Regions from separate parts of the Sus scrofa genome. Here regions 1 and 2 are each linked to region 3. A link is a contact called in public HiChIP or PLAC-seq data. All regions are on one chromosome and are shown on one strand. Each heading gives the region's core, a stretch centred on a gene start, on an enhancer-like site or on the middle of the called end of the contact. The rest is flanking DNA. Distances are from core to core; before and after follow the strand shown.

Region 1 (4,210 bases), core at 341-2,840, 210 kb after region 3:
GACTAGAGGAGGACGAAGGGACAGTCTCCTTCCTGTGTGCCACTTTCTGACTCCTCGTCTGCTTCCTACTCCTGGGAGGAGCATCCCAGCCCTCTTCCTCACGTTCCTGCAGCAGCAGCTGAGTCCCGTTTGCAATTTCTTCAACCCTCGCAGAACCAGCCTCGCGGTGTCCCCCAAGAGACACCAGCAGTGGGTCAGCACTCTCTCCTCAGAGGCGTAGGTCCTGGTCTCTACAGAGCCCAGCGCCTCCGTTTCTAAGTTTTAATAATTCCAACCTCTTTCCTTGCTGTCCATAGACATGAGAGCTGCTTCCGGCAGTGGCCACCTCTGTGATGCAGTCAAGTTGTCTTTACACTGTTTAGTGACCTAGTTGATAACATAGCTGGTTAACAATTCTTTTTATTAATCTATTAAAACTTTCTGACCTCATCCTGATGGATACAGTCACCGAACCAAAGAAATTCTTTAACATGAGAGTGTCTGATTCAGATTTCTTCCTGTAACAACGCTGCTGGGTTAAAACCCATTTTATAAATATGGCGCCATCACATCAACGCTTACCCCCAAAACATGTGTTGAATTTGTAATGTTTTTGCCCATCACTTACTTCGGTAACCCTTTTTTTTCTAGGTGTTAAATGCGACACCATTGATTCAGAGGACCCTGGCTAATTTATGCTGGTCACTTCCTGCAGGATCCAGATCAAACTCTTTGTGCCTGGCCCTACCTTGGACCAACCGTGCTCCTGCTTCTCATTCCAGTCCTGCTGTGACAGGGGCCACCATCTGGAGCATCTGACCACGTACTCTACCGGTTTGTCATTTGCCTGCGTTTTCTGCCCTTTTCTCCCCAGCCACCCCCCACCCCCAACTATGGACAGGAGTATTTCATGTATTCCTAGGAATCCCCCACTGCTCGGTAAGTGTTATACAAACAAACAAACGAAGGAATGAAGCGGAAAATCAGGCAAAGGCAAAACCCACTTGACCTATGTCACCAGGGTTTATTGAGTGGGAGGCCTTGAGCACAACAGCACTTGATAAATGTTACCGATCGATCTTTCACTGGTGCAATTTATGACCCAGTCTCTCATGACCCCTTCTGACTTCGCTATAATTTTGCTATGGTTATTGGATCTAAATCTCTTAGAGGAAACATTAAGTTCTCCTGATGGCGACAGAGGCAGTCATAGAAGGAGGAGCATGAATTTGGAATCAGAAAAACCTAGGTTTAAATGCTGATACGGCCACTCATGACCTGTATGACCTCAGATAAGTTACTTAACCTCTCAGAGTCTCCATAGCTTCACCTGTAAGTTGGAGTTAAAATAATAAGCACTTGCTATATGCCGGATATATTCTCAATGTCAAAACATACAAATTAATATATACCCTCACAATAACCTTCTGAGGTACATACTATTGTCACATCCAGTTTACAGACAAGAAGACCAGTCTCAGGTGAAACAGCTTGCCTATAATCACTAACTAGGAATTCTTAGGGTTCAGGTATAGACCCAGGTGGTCTAGACTCCAGAGCCCGGCTTCCCAACCACCTGCTCTGTTGCCTCTTTCTTTCGTGATTACTGGAATCTCATTCAATGAGCTAATAATATGTATTGAGGGTGTGGCCCATACTAAGGGCTACATAAATGACTCTATTCTGGCATCCAGGAAGGAAATTCAGAAAAAGTGTGGATTCAACAACTTAGGTTCAGATTAGATTTACCATTGAAATGACTGGGCTGGTACGAACAGTTATTTTTGTTTCGAGCAATTTGGCAAAAAAAAAATCTCTGCCTCAAATAGTAGCAGAACATTTTCCTGCCCTGCTCAGTGGTCAACTTGGTGGAAGGCATTTGGTTCTGCAATGTTTATTCCGTGTTGTGTTGCTAAGGAAAAGGTGATGCAGTCAGATAGAAAGGCATGAGATGAAAGCTGAGCCATGCAGAGGCGGCTTCCTGAGCAAGCCCTCCCTAAAATAGCACACACTCTCCTGTAGCCTGCTTACGTGTCTCCCAGCACCTAGCCTTACCTGGCGGAATATATTTATTTCTTTATGTGTTATCTGCCCTCCCACAAAAATAGAGGCTCCATAGGGCTAGAATGTTACCTGTGCAGTTCCCTGCTGCGTGATTTTTGCCTTAAACAGTGTCCTGCTGAGAGTGGATTTTCAGTAAGTCCTCATCGAATGAGCAGGGGACAGGGTCCAGTTTTCTAGTAAGCACAGTTTTCGTGTGTTATTTTCCATACCCATTTCGGATAGGAATTGAAGATACAATCTTAACATGTAACTAAGAGAAAGCCGGTCCAGACCCAGGGCAGAATCAGAGGCTGTATTTCCTCGAGTGCTTGAGCACAGGGTGTGGATTCAGATGGGGCAGCCAGACCAGAGCTCTCAGAGGAGGCCTCACTGGAGGGCAGACCAGAATGGAATATGGAAGTGGTGTTGCTGATACTACCATGATTAAGGGCCAGCTTGAGACACCCCTTTGAGAATTCAGTGCCAGGAAAAATGTTGTCTCTCCTGAAAATGCAGTGAAGACTAACTGACTGGGTGCTGTACTTTTTGCTTTGGCTGCTTGGAAGTTTGGAACTGAAGCTAATATTTAGTAATAGCAGTGATAGTGACCTTGGCTATGGTTTTAGAATCTCTTTCTGATCTATACATACATATTCGAGTCACAGACTTGGTCCATCACTTACCAACTGTATAACTTTGGGCAAGTTAATGAACTTTTCTGAGCCTTGCTTTCCTATATAAAATAAATATTAACCTAATTCACAGCTTTTATGAATTTGAAATGAGACAAGCCATGTACTGAGGAGCGTACATGGAAGGGATGCCATGAGTGTTAGCTGTCAGTACTAATGGCCAAATAAGATACCAAAACTATGCTCCAGATGTATCTTCCAATTCACAGAAAGAGCCACGTTAACTTTTCAGGTTAAAAGTTATATTTTAAAGAGCCACGTTAACTTTTCAGTTTAAAAGTTATATTTTCAGTATAAAAATGTTTACCAATCCTCCAAAAGTTTAAGGTGAACCATATGAAATAATCGATACTCAACTCTTTTTGACTAATTTCAATGGCAATAGCTCTTCATGGCTCAGTATTTCCAGTGTGGTACCGTTGGTCACTGCCCACCAGAGGCAAATTCCTTGGATTTCCTGTGTCCACTCCAAGCTCCTTCCTCTCAGCCAGCTTGTTCATTTACACCTGTTTATAATGTATGCCCTACTTACTCCCAGAAACAACCCAGGAAGGTTCCATTCCTGTAAGAACATGGCTGTCTGTGCAGTTCATTTGACAATTAATCACCCACTGCCTTATGACAAATCCTCTGTTGCCTTGAACTCTTATGCAAATATTGTACTGGACTTAGCTTTTACAGGCCAAACGCTATTATCAGGGATAGAGAACAACCAGGCCACCTCCGAAGCAGTGGGAAAGTTGTGGGGCACTGGCTTAAGTAGCTGCAAACAGGAGACTGGTGAAGAGGAGACACAAGAGCCACAGGCCAGTGAGCTGTCACCAGCATCCGGATGGACAATGGGCCCGAGGGAGAGAAAGGACTTGTTCTCCTCAAATTCAAGATGTGAAGAAGTAGGATCCACCAGGAGGCTCTTGAGCGAGACGGTGGGTGGAAGGGACCTCGACAACAAAGGAAATCTGAGGCGTGTGGTTGCTCCTCGCCTCTGTTAAGAAGAAATGAGAGGTGGGACCAAGCTGGCAGAGGAGTAAGACATGGTGTTCACCTTCTCCCACAAACACATCAAACAAACAAACAAACAAACAAGCAAAAAACCTACATGTAGGAGTTTCCGTCATGGCGCAGTGGTTAACGAATCCGACTAGGAACCATGAGGCTGCGGGTTCAGTCCCGGCCCTTGCTCAGTGGGTTAACGATCTGGCGTTGCCATGAGCTGTGGTGTAGGTTGCAGACGTGGCTCGGATCTTGCGTTGCTGTTGCTCTGGTGTAGGCCAGTGGCTGCAGCTCCGATTGGACCCCTAGCCTGGGGACCTCCATATGCCGTGGGAGCGGCCCAAGAAATAGCAAACAAACAAACAAACAAAAAATCTACATGTAGAAAGATTCACATAGAAAATCTACTGAACCCTGGCAGAAGACTTTAACCCCACAAAAGGGGAAAAAACCCTCCACATAACTGGGTAGAAAAGGAAAAAGAGAGAGAGGAGTTCCTGTTC
Region 2 (4,050 bases), core at 711-3,210, 180 kb after region 3:
TGAGGTTGCAGGTTCGATCCCTGGCCTCGCTCAGTGCGTTAAGGATCCGACGTTGCCGTGAGCTGGGGTGTAGATCGCAGATGAGGCTCGGATCCCACATTGTTGTGGCTGTGGTGTAGGCCAGCAGCTACAGTTCTGATTGGACCCCTAGCCTGAGAACCTCCATATGCTATGGGTGTGGCCCTAAAAGGAAAAAAACAAAACAAAACAAAACACCACCCTCCCAGATGCTTCTGGAGGGGAGGGGAGAGGAGGCTACCAAATTCCAAGTTTGTGGAAAGACAGATTAAAGTCTAACGTTTAATTGATTTAGCCTGAATCACCTCTGAAGACAGATGAAAATTATTCTGGAAGGCAGAGAGGTGACTTTATCTGTAGTCAACACTGAGCCAGTTAGCTCAGACTTAGGGTGCCCTTCCCCACCTGGCCCACAATTACCAGCAAATGCCTCCTTCTTTTTTTTCTTTTTGGCCACATCCAAAGTCTGTGGAAGTTCCTGGACCAGGGATTGAGCCCAGGGCACAGCAGGGATCCAAGCCGCTGGAGTGACAATGCCAGATCCTTAACCCACTGCCCCACAAGAGAACTCTCAAAAGCCCCCTTCTTTCCTGCTGCAACCATTCTCCCATATTCATTGTTCACATGCTTTCAACTCCATGGCAGATAAGATACAAGACAAATTCAAGATGCTTAAGCCTTACTCTTGCAGGAGTTTTTAAGTCAGCAATTTGTTTTCTTTTGTGCTGCACCTGTGGCATATGGGATTCCCAGGCTAGGAGTCAAATGGAGCTGGCCTCCTGGCCTATGCCACAGCCACGGCAATGCCAAATCTGAGCCATATCTGTGACCTAAGCCACAGCCTGCAGCCATGCTGGATCCTTAACCTACTGAGGGAGGCCAGGGATGGAACCTGCATCCTCACAGACATTACATGGGGTCTTTAGCCCACCGAGCCACAGTGGGAACTCCGAAGTCAACAATTTTTAAATCATTGGAGGGTCTGTTTATTTTCTAAATCCTACCATGCCACATTCCTATAAGGCCTTTTCAGGTGGGGTTAGAGTAAGCTGCCACCTCACTGCGCTCGCTAAGCATTTTGTACCTGGTCACTGCCTAGATCCCATTGTCTTGTGCCTCCTTACTGTCTCACCTGCTCCTTTCCACTCCAGGCTCCAGGCTGGGCGCTCCAAAGCCTGCAGGACGTGCATATGGGGATGGACCATGCCTGCTTGTGCAATGGACAGCACCCCAAGAAAGCCCCATCTATAGGCCCTGCCCTCCCACCCTGAGTGCCTCAACTCTGCTTTCCTGGGTGCATCCAGGGAAACAGAAAAATCACTTCCCCTGTGTAGCTTTGGGATCTGCTGAGGATTCAGCTTCATCCTCGAGTCCATGAATTGACGGTCAAGCCTGGCAGGGAGTACCTGTCTCAGACATTTGGGGCTGATGTCTGTCCCCGCTGTCTCAGGTCAAAGGGATAAGCAACTGTAACCCGAGTGGAGCAGGGAGTAAGCAGGCATTGAGCTGACTCTGAGGACTGGACGATTTCGGCCCCTAGCAAACCGCCGTGGAGAAAGGATGCGTTCAGATGGTGCTCACTAGTAAGCTTGATGACACTCTCTCATGACCTCCCTAGAAACCTCCCAGGAAGGCTCCTGTTTGCCGCTGCAGGTTCTCTGGCCTCGTGAAGGCTGAGACTAGGCTGCTGAGGACGTAGCACATTCTAAACCCTGAGCTCTCTTGGGATGGTGCCCAGAGCAAGGTTCTGGGAACACAAAATATTTCTGCAACCCCTGGGGTGAAGCTACTGATGGAAGCAGCCGGGGTGAAATCTCAGCAGGGGCTTGTGCTTCCCCAGCCTTCGCCCTCCTCCCTTCCAGCAGGGATGTAAGTAAAGCCAGTGGCCAGCCATCTGGAGGTCCTTAAAGGGACCGATGGTTGGGTTGTTATCACCAGCCAAGGCCATGACCCAGTGCTCAGAACTGCGGCCAATTCCCATGTGTCACTAAAATGATCCCACAACTAGCTAACACTCAACCAGCCAGGCCCTTCACATGAGTCATCTTATTTAAGACACCCTATGAAGTAAGTACTTTCATGTCTGAGTAACAAATGAGGAAGGTACATGGATATCCGAGCATCACAGAGTTTTGTGTAAATTTCAGAATTGGGAATTCTAACCCAGCAGAGACCAGAGGGCCACAGGCCATTCTGGTTCTGTTTCATGGACAGTTGGCAAAGGAGCCTTGGAAGAATTAGATCCAAAGGAATCATAAGGCAGCAGGAAGGAAAATAGTGGGGAGTCAAGAGTTCACTTGGACAGAACCGGAAAGGTAACACGAATGCTTTATCCGACAGCCACCAGCTCCATAGGGTGACATGATTCCAGTGATGCTTCTTAAACAAAAAAACTGCCTCAAGGAGACCCATGGGTGGGCTGCTGAGCCCCATCAGGCTCTCCGGAAATCCGAGATGCATGTGCCTCCCGCCCGACACACACATGATGAAACAGACACACAGACACACCGTGAAACACAGTGCACCGACATCAAAGGCGTAGACAGCCTTCTGTTCCCTTCTGCTTTCTGGATTTCCGGCAGTCTGCAAAGTGTCCCAGACAGAAGAATTCAAAAGACTGAAACTGCAAAACTAGTCAGGGGCAAGACGCAGAGAGGAAGTTTCAAATGAGAAAACCTTTGCTTTTTTTCCTGGGAAGCACCTTAAGAGAAAAAAAAACACCTTTCTTTACAATCCATTTGAATTAAATCCAAAGCCAGTGAACAACTAGACCATACAAAACATTAAACACGAGGAAGGATTTTACCAGCCGCCAAGAGCTGCACACCCCACCTCCCCTCTGTGTCTTAGAATTGACCGCTCCCACCTTGGTCCCTACTGAAGTGCATAGATTCTTTTTTTTTGTCTTTTGTCTTTTTGTTGTTGTTGTTGTTGTTGTTGTTGTTGTTGCTATTTCTTGGGCCGCTCCCACGGCATATGGAGGTTCCCAGGCTAGGGGTTGAATCGGAGCTGTAGCCACCGGCCTACGCCAGAGCCACAGCAACGCAGGATCCGAGCCGCGTCTGCAACCTACACCACAGCTCACGGCAACGCCGGATCATCAACCCACTGAGCAAGGGCAGGGACTGAACCCGAAACCTCATGGTTCCTAGTCGGATTCATTAACCACTGCGCCGCGACGGGAACTCCCATAGATTCTTTTTAAATGATTCCTATGATACCTTTTTGCATGTTTTTTGTTTTTTGGGTTTTTTCAGGGCTGCGCCTTTGGCACATGGAGGTTCCCAGGCAAGGGGTGGAATCAGAGCCACAGCTGCTGGCCTACATCACAGCCACAGCAACAAAGGATCCGAGCCACATCTGTGACATATCTGAGCCACCGTGTGCCACAGCTCATGGCAACGTCGGATACCCCACCCACTGAGCGAGGCCAGGGATGGAACCCAAATCCTCGCAGATACTAGTTGGATTTATTCCTGCTGCACCACAATGGGAAAGCCTGCCCACATGTAGTCGTCAATGTCTATCACGCCGCTCTCAGACCATAAGCTGCCCAAATGGTGAGTTTGTACCTCCAGTCCTTCACATGGCGATTACAAACATAGAAACTCATTAGTCATTTGCTGAATCAACACGTAATTTTCTTTCTCTCTTTTTTCTTTGCCCTTCTATCTACCAAACCTGATAGAACAGACTGCTTCTTCCTGTCCCTGAGACCTGTATTTCAGTCATCATGAACTTGAACTGACATGAACCTATAAGCTCTTCTTTCAGTGTGGTCATAAAATGAGCCCCAGTCTGCAAGACAGCCAATGCTTAGTTTGAGTTTGATTCTTGGCTCTGCCACTGACTTAAAGGTGACTTGATTTTTTTTTTTTCTACTCCACAACTTATCATTTGTAAGATGGGATTTCTAGAACTCTCAGAGAACTATTGCAAGGTGGAGTATTGGTCTCAGCATAACAACTGTAACAATTCTGTAAAAATATACATTAGACCATGTCTAACCAGAGTAGACTTGTCTGCTCAGAT
Region 3 (4,040 bases), core at 916-3,415:
ATTAAAAAGGGAAAATCAAGACAAGGCAACATCTAAAAACTCCTTTCTTTTATTGAAGACAGAGCCAACATCTAAGCTTCACAAAGAAAAAAAATATATATATAAATAACTAATCAGTCTGTTTGCCCATCTGTTCTGCTTCGCTATAATGAGTGTTAATACAGCAGCCCACTGGGGGGAGAAGAAAGACAGCCGAAAAGTGATTTCTCATCTTGCCGCTTTGGTGTCCTTGGGCTCCTGTTAACACCATTTCACATTTCATTGTGCATGTTAAAGATAACACACAAAGAGATGTCACATGTGACATGAGGATACTCTGGAAAAGCCCAGGCTTCCTATCACCCAGCAACTGCTGGCAACTCAAGATCCTCATTCCTGGACCCACACTCACTTGGTGCCGTGACAACTGACAATATGCTATTAACAGCAAAGAAACAGGCATATTTGCTTCTGCTTTCTTGATGGGAAAAGTTTCACTTCCACAAACAATCACTGTACAGAGGTATCGCTCAGAAACATAACACTAAGTCCCATACAGGAAGATACAATTTCTGCTGGATTTCCGCAGTGAGGTGTGGCGATGGGGGGCAAGGAGAGCAGTGGAAAGAGCACCGGAGGGGCTGTGAGGATGCTGAGCTCCGGTCTCAGGGGTCACTCGCCTGCCTCAGTGCCAAAGCTGGGCTTCATCTCTCCGAGCCTCTCCCTTTGACTCTATGATCTACCTGAACATATGTTCAAGTGATGCTAAGGATGAAATTACCACTTATAACAAGGCCACTTCTGGGATTTCCCGTCATGGCGCAGCAGAAACGAATCTGACTAGTAAGCATGAAGATGTGGGTTCGATCCCTGGCCTCACTCAGTGGGTCAGGGATCCAGCGTTGCTGTGAGTTGTGGTGTAGGTCACAGACCCAGCTTGGATCCCACATTGCTGTGGCTGCGATGTGGGCTAGTGGCTACAGCTCTGATGTGACCCCTCACGTGGGAACTTCCATATGCTGTGGGTGTGGCCCTAAAAAGCAAAAAAAAAGGCCATTTCTCACCTAGACTCAATTTATTTATATACTTTGTTTCAACATTTACCGAATTAAGATATACCTGCAAATCTTTTTTCCAAAATATTTCAGGAAGCCCTATGAGGTCTAAAGATTATTACCTATTATGTTTTGGCCCAAGGGTGTTGATTTCAATCGTGTATCAAGTGAAAAAATGAACAAAGCTTAGCTCTCTTATGTCCTCTTCTCTATTCTGCCTTTAACAGACTAAAATAAATGTTTTTAATGTTTCTTACAGAGAGGGCTGAATTGAAAAAGTCTGTGGAATAACTGTTCTTCAGGATTTAAGAGTTTAGTGCCTTTACCCTGTAGCTGAAAACTCTCTTCCTTTATCACCTGTATGTGTTCACACAAGTTCATGCAAGGCTGACATTCTTTCTGGAAGGCAAGAGAGGAAAGTATCAGATCCTGATTAAAGCCGCCCACCCACACCAGGGTGAATCCATGCAGAAGAACTTCGCCCTTTCTAGAATTGCTCCTTCACGATCAAAGCCAGTGGCAGACATTCCTGGACTTTGAGTTCTCTTCTCCTCTTTCCACTCTCAAGACTCAGAATACCAAGGGCATATGAAGGAAGTTGCCAATCTTGTGTCAGTGGGGAACTTTCTGTACCAGGACACCCATGATTGGCATCTTCTGACAGCTGGCCTGCCAGTTCACCGTGTCACTTGTGACAGATCCACCTGATTTCCTTGGAATTATCAGTACCCTAATAGTAACAGCTGTTTTCCCTTTTTTTGGTTTTAAAAACCTAGGTAGATTATGAAATGCTTTGCCAAGTACTTATAAGTGCACGAGAATAGTCTTCTGTGCACACTCTGCTATGCCGGTGGCCTGGCATGACTTTCCAGGAGCATTGGGTGAAATCAGTTTGCCCAGTAGGCTCCCCTATGTGGCCCGGGAAAACAACGACAGAAGATAGATGGAAAGGAAAAAAGAAAAGTCAAGAAATGACTAGACTGTGTAAGTAGAATAAGGATGTATTACTAAAAAAAACGAACAAACAAAAGCGCAATTTGATTCTAATCTAAGCAGATAAGTTCACAATCCTTCCTCAATGGTCAGTGAAGGATATCCTGGCCATCTGTGTGTTGAAACGTATTGTGAAGCACAGACGGAATCCCCGCCCTTGAAGGGCTCGCATTCGGACGGGACTGACAGATCATAAATACACGAGTAGAATTCCAATGACACCCCGCCGGGAAAGGAAGTCTCAGAGATGTGCTTCAACGTCCTAGGATATTTCAAGCTAGTTCAATGAGTGCTTATCTCAGTTTTATTTTCTGCAACAAGACACGGAGAGACATCCAGCATCGTGTGCTACTCTTAGCAAACCCTTGGTTAGAGACGCTCACTTGGGGACAAGGACAGCAAGACGTGGCGCGTCCGTTTGGAGCTGTTGATCCTCTTTAACACCATCAACTACAACAGAACTGCAGCTGGATTAATCCCCTGGAAAGCTGAATGTTACCTGCCTGATGCTGAGGACAAGAGATGAAAGGCCATGGAGCTTTGTCTGACACACACCCTGGAAAAGCACAGGGGATGTTTTCATCACTGAATTACAAAGTCTCAACTCTTCCACAAGGAAAGAGTGTTTCACATTTCTGATTCAATTCAATCTCTAAACTTAATGTGGAAATGGCTTGCAGCTCAGTCTTAAACTAGTCACAACGGTAGAAAAAAAGAAGTAGGAACAACAGACATAAAAGACACGAATTACCTAAACTAACCATCAGGCACAAATGGGAGAATCGTTTAAAAACCAAAGAGCCTGCTGGTGGATTGTGGTGGTAACATGTGAGTATGCGTATGTTTCCTGCCCTCAGAATTATAAAAACTTGTAACAAAGTAATGTAGTAACACTAATAAGATCTGAAGGCTACAATCTTAAAAAGCATTTCTCTCTATATCTAAAAGCACATCCCTCTCTTTCCACAACAGACTCCTTCCCCCTTTAACCCCCTCCCTACTAAAATAAATAAACTCATCCATCAGAGGCTGCTGCAAGCTCCAGCCTAAGATCTCTCTCTCCCAGGGCTCTGCCTCAGGCCACAGGATCCCAGGTCTGAGGAGAAGTCAGCCGTGATCCAGTGACTGAGTAAACCCATCACTTTCCTGATGGGCAGAGGGTGGTTTACTGAAATGAGCATCCCTAAGGGAAAGCCTTGGCTATCTGAAATTCTGCCTGCTAGAACCTTCGAGTGCTATCCAGAACAGCTCAATTGCTGGCAGTGCCCTGAAAACACAGAGAAAGCAAAACATAAAACCTTTGTTGGTAAAGGACTTAGTCTCTTTTTTCTCTCATACACACACACACAATAAAAATTCTAGAGATACAAAGACTACATCCAGTGTTTTGTGATTTTTGTAAAGGAAAGGAGTTGCGTGGCTTTGGTCATTGTTATTTACTACACAGGGCCTTGCGCTCTCATTTACCAGATGGGATCAGACTGCATGAATTCTGAGCGGAGCAGATGAGACAATACAGGGAAAATGCTTAGCACAGCACCTCGCGATCTGTAAACTATCAGGACATGACAGCTATTGTCATCATCACCATCATCCTGACTGAGCGGGATGGTGAGAAACTTTACAAAGCAAGTGGCGGAGGTGAAAAAAGACTAGAAAGAAGAGGCAGACAGACAGGTGAGAGGTAAACTGTGTCAGCTTAGAGGTTCTTAGGAACTAAACCAAAAACAAGCAGGCAGATAGAACGCAGACAGAAAGCAAGAGGCATCAGCTGAAATAGCAGGAGAAACTGGAGCTCCCACTGCAGCTCGTGCACAGAGAGCTGGGGGCTGCAATGGCGTTTCCGCAGCGCTGCGGGGGCCGGGCCAGCTCCGTGGGGACACCCCACCCCAGGGCTCTGGAGGCAGAGGCTGCTGTGGGCAGACACGTCAAAGGTCAGTGAGCTCTCCTAAGCTCTGTCACAGCCTCAGTGACGGTGTGGCTCTCATCCTCCTGCTGTTACACATTTACGTA

What was found. HiChIP or PLAC-seq counts read pairs in DNA pulled down with a chosen protein or histone mark.
Region 1: a contact with region 3 is called in an H3K27ac HiChIP or PLAC-seq map of skeletal muscle. The contact joins two enhancer-like sites. A contact is called at or near these places in 2 of 47 Hi-C or Micro-C datasets (psoas muscle and skeletal muscle) and 1 of 2 datasets of contacts at active chromatin or transcription factors (skeletal muscle).
Region 2: a contact with region 3 is called in an H3K27ac HiChIP or PLAC-seq map of skeletal muscle. The contact joins two enhancer-like sites. A contact is called at or near these places in 2 of 47 Hi-C or Micro-C datasets (both in skeletal muscle) and 1 of 2 datasets of contacts at active chromatin or transcription factors (skeletal muscle).

Annotation. Positions count from the first base shown.
Region 1 is chr9:125,475,056-125,479,265 of Sscrofa11.1, reverse strand. LOC110255527 (a long non-coding RNA gene) reads left to right here. Exons shown (of 2, transcript XR_002335969.1): 1 at 1-813. Among named protein-coding and RNA genes, the nearest start is that of C9H1orf21, 140 kb to the left of the region's middle. Within about 2 kb of position 1,590, at least 7 of the 83 cell types and tissues checked have an H3K27ac peak or open chromatin away from gene starts, as enhancers often do. A contact at or near this core is called in skeletal muscle, where this site is marked.
Region 2 is chr9:125,511,506-125,515,555 of Sscrofa11.1, reverse strand. No RefSeq gene overlaps it. Among named protein-coding and RNA genes, the nearest start is that of C9H1orf21, 100 kb to the left of the region's middle. Within about 2 kb of position 1,960, at least 3 of the 83 cell types and tissues checked have an H3K27ac peak or open chromatin away from gene starts, as enhancers often do. A contact at or near this core is called in skeletal muscle, where this site is marked.
Region 3 is chr9:125,689,811-125,693,850 of Sscrofa11.1, reverse strand. The region is part of intron 1 of C9H1orf21; the gene reads right to left. Among named protein-coding and RNA genes, the nearest start is that of C9H1orf21, 79 kb to the right of the region's middle. Within about 2 kb of position 2,165, at least 9 of the 83 cell types and tissues checked have an H3K27ac peak or open chromatin away from gene starts, as enhancers often do. A contact at or near this core is called in skeletal muscle, where this site is marked.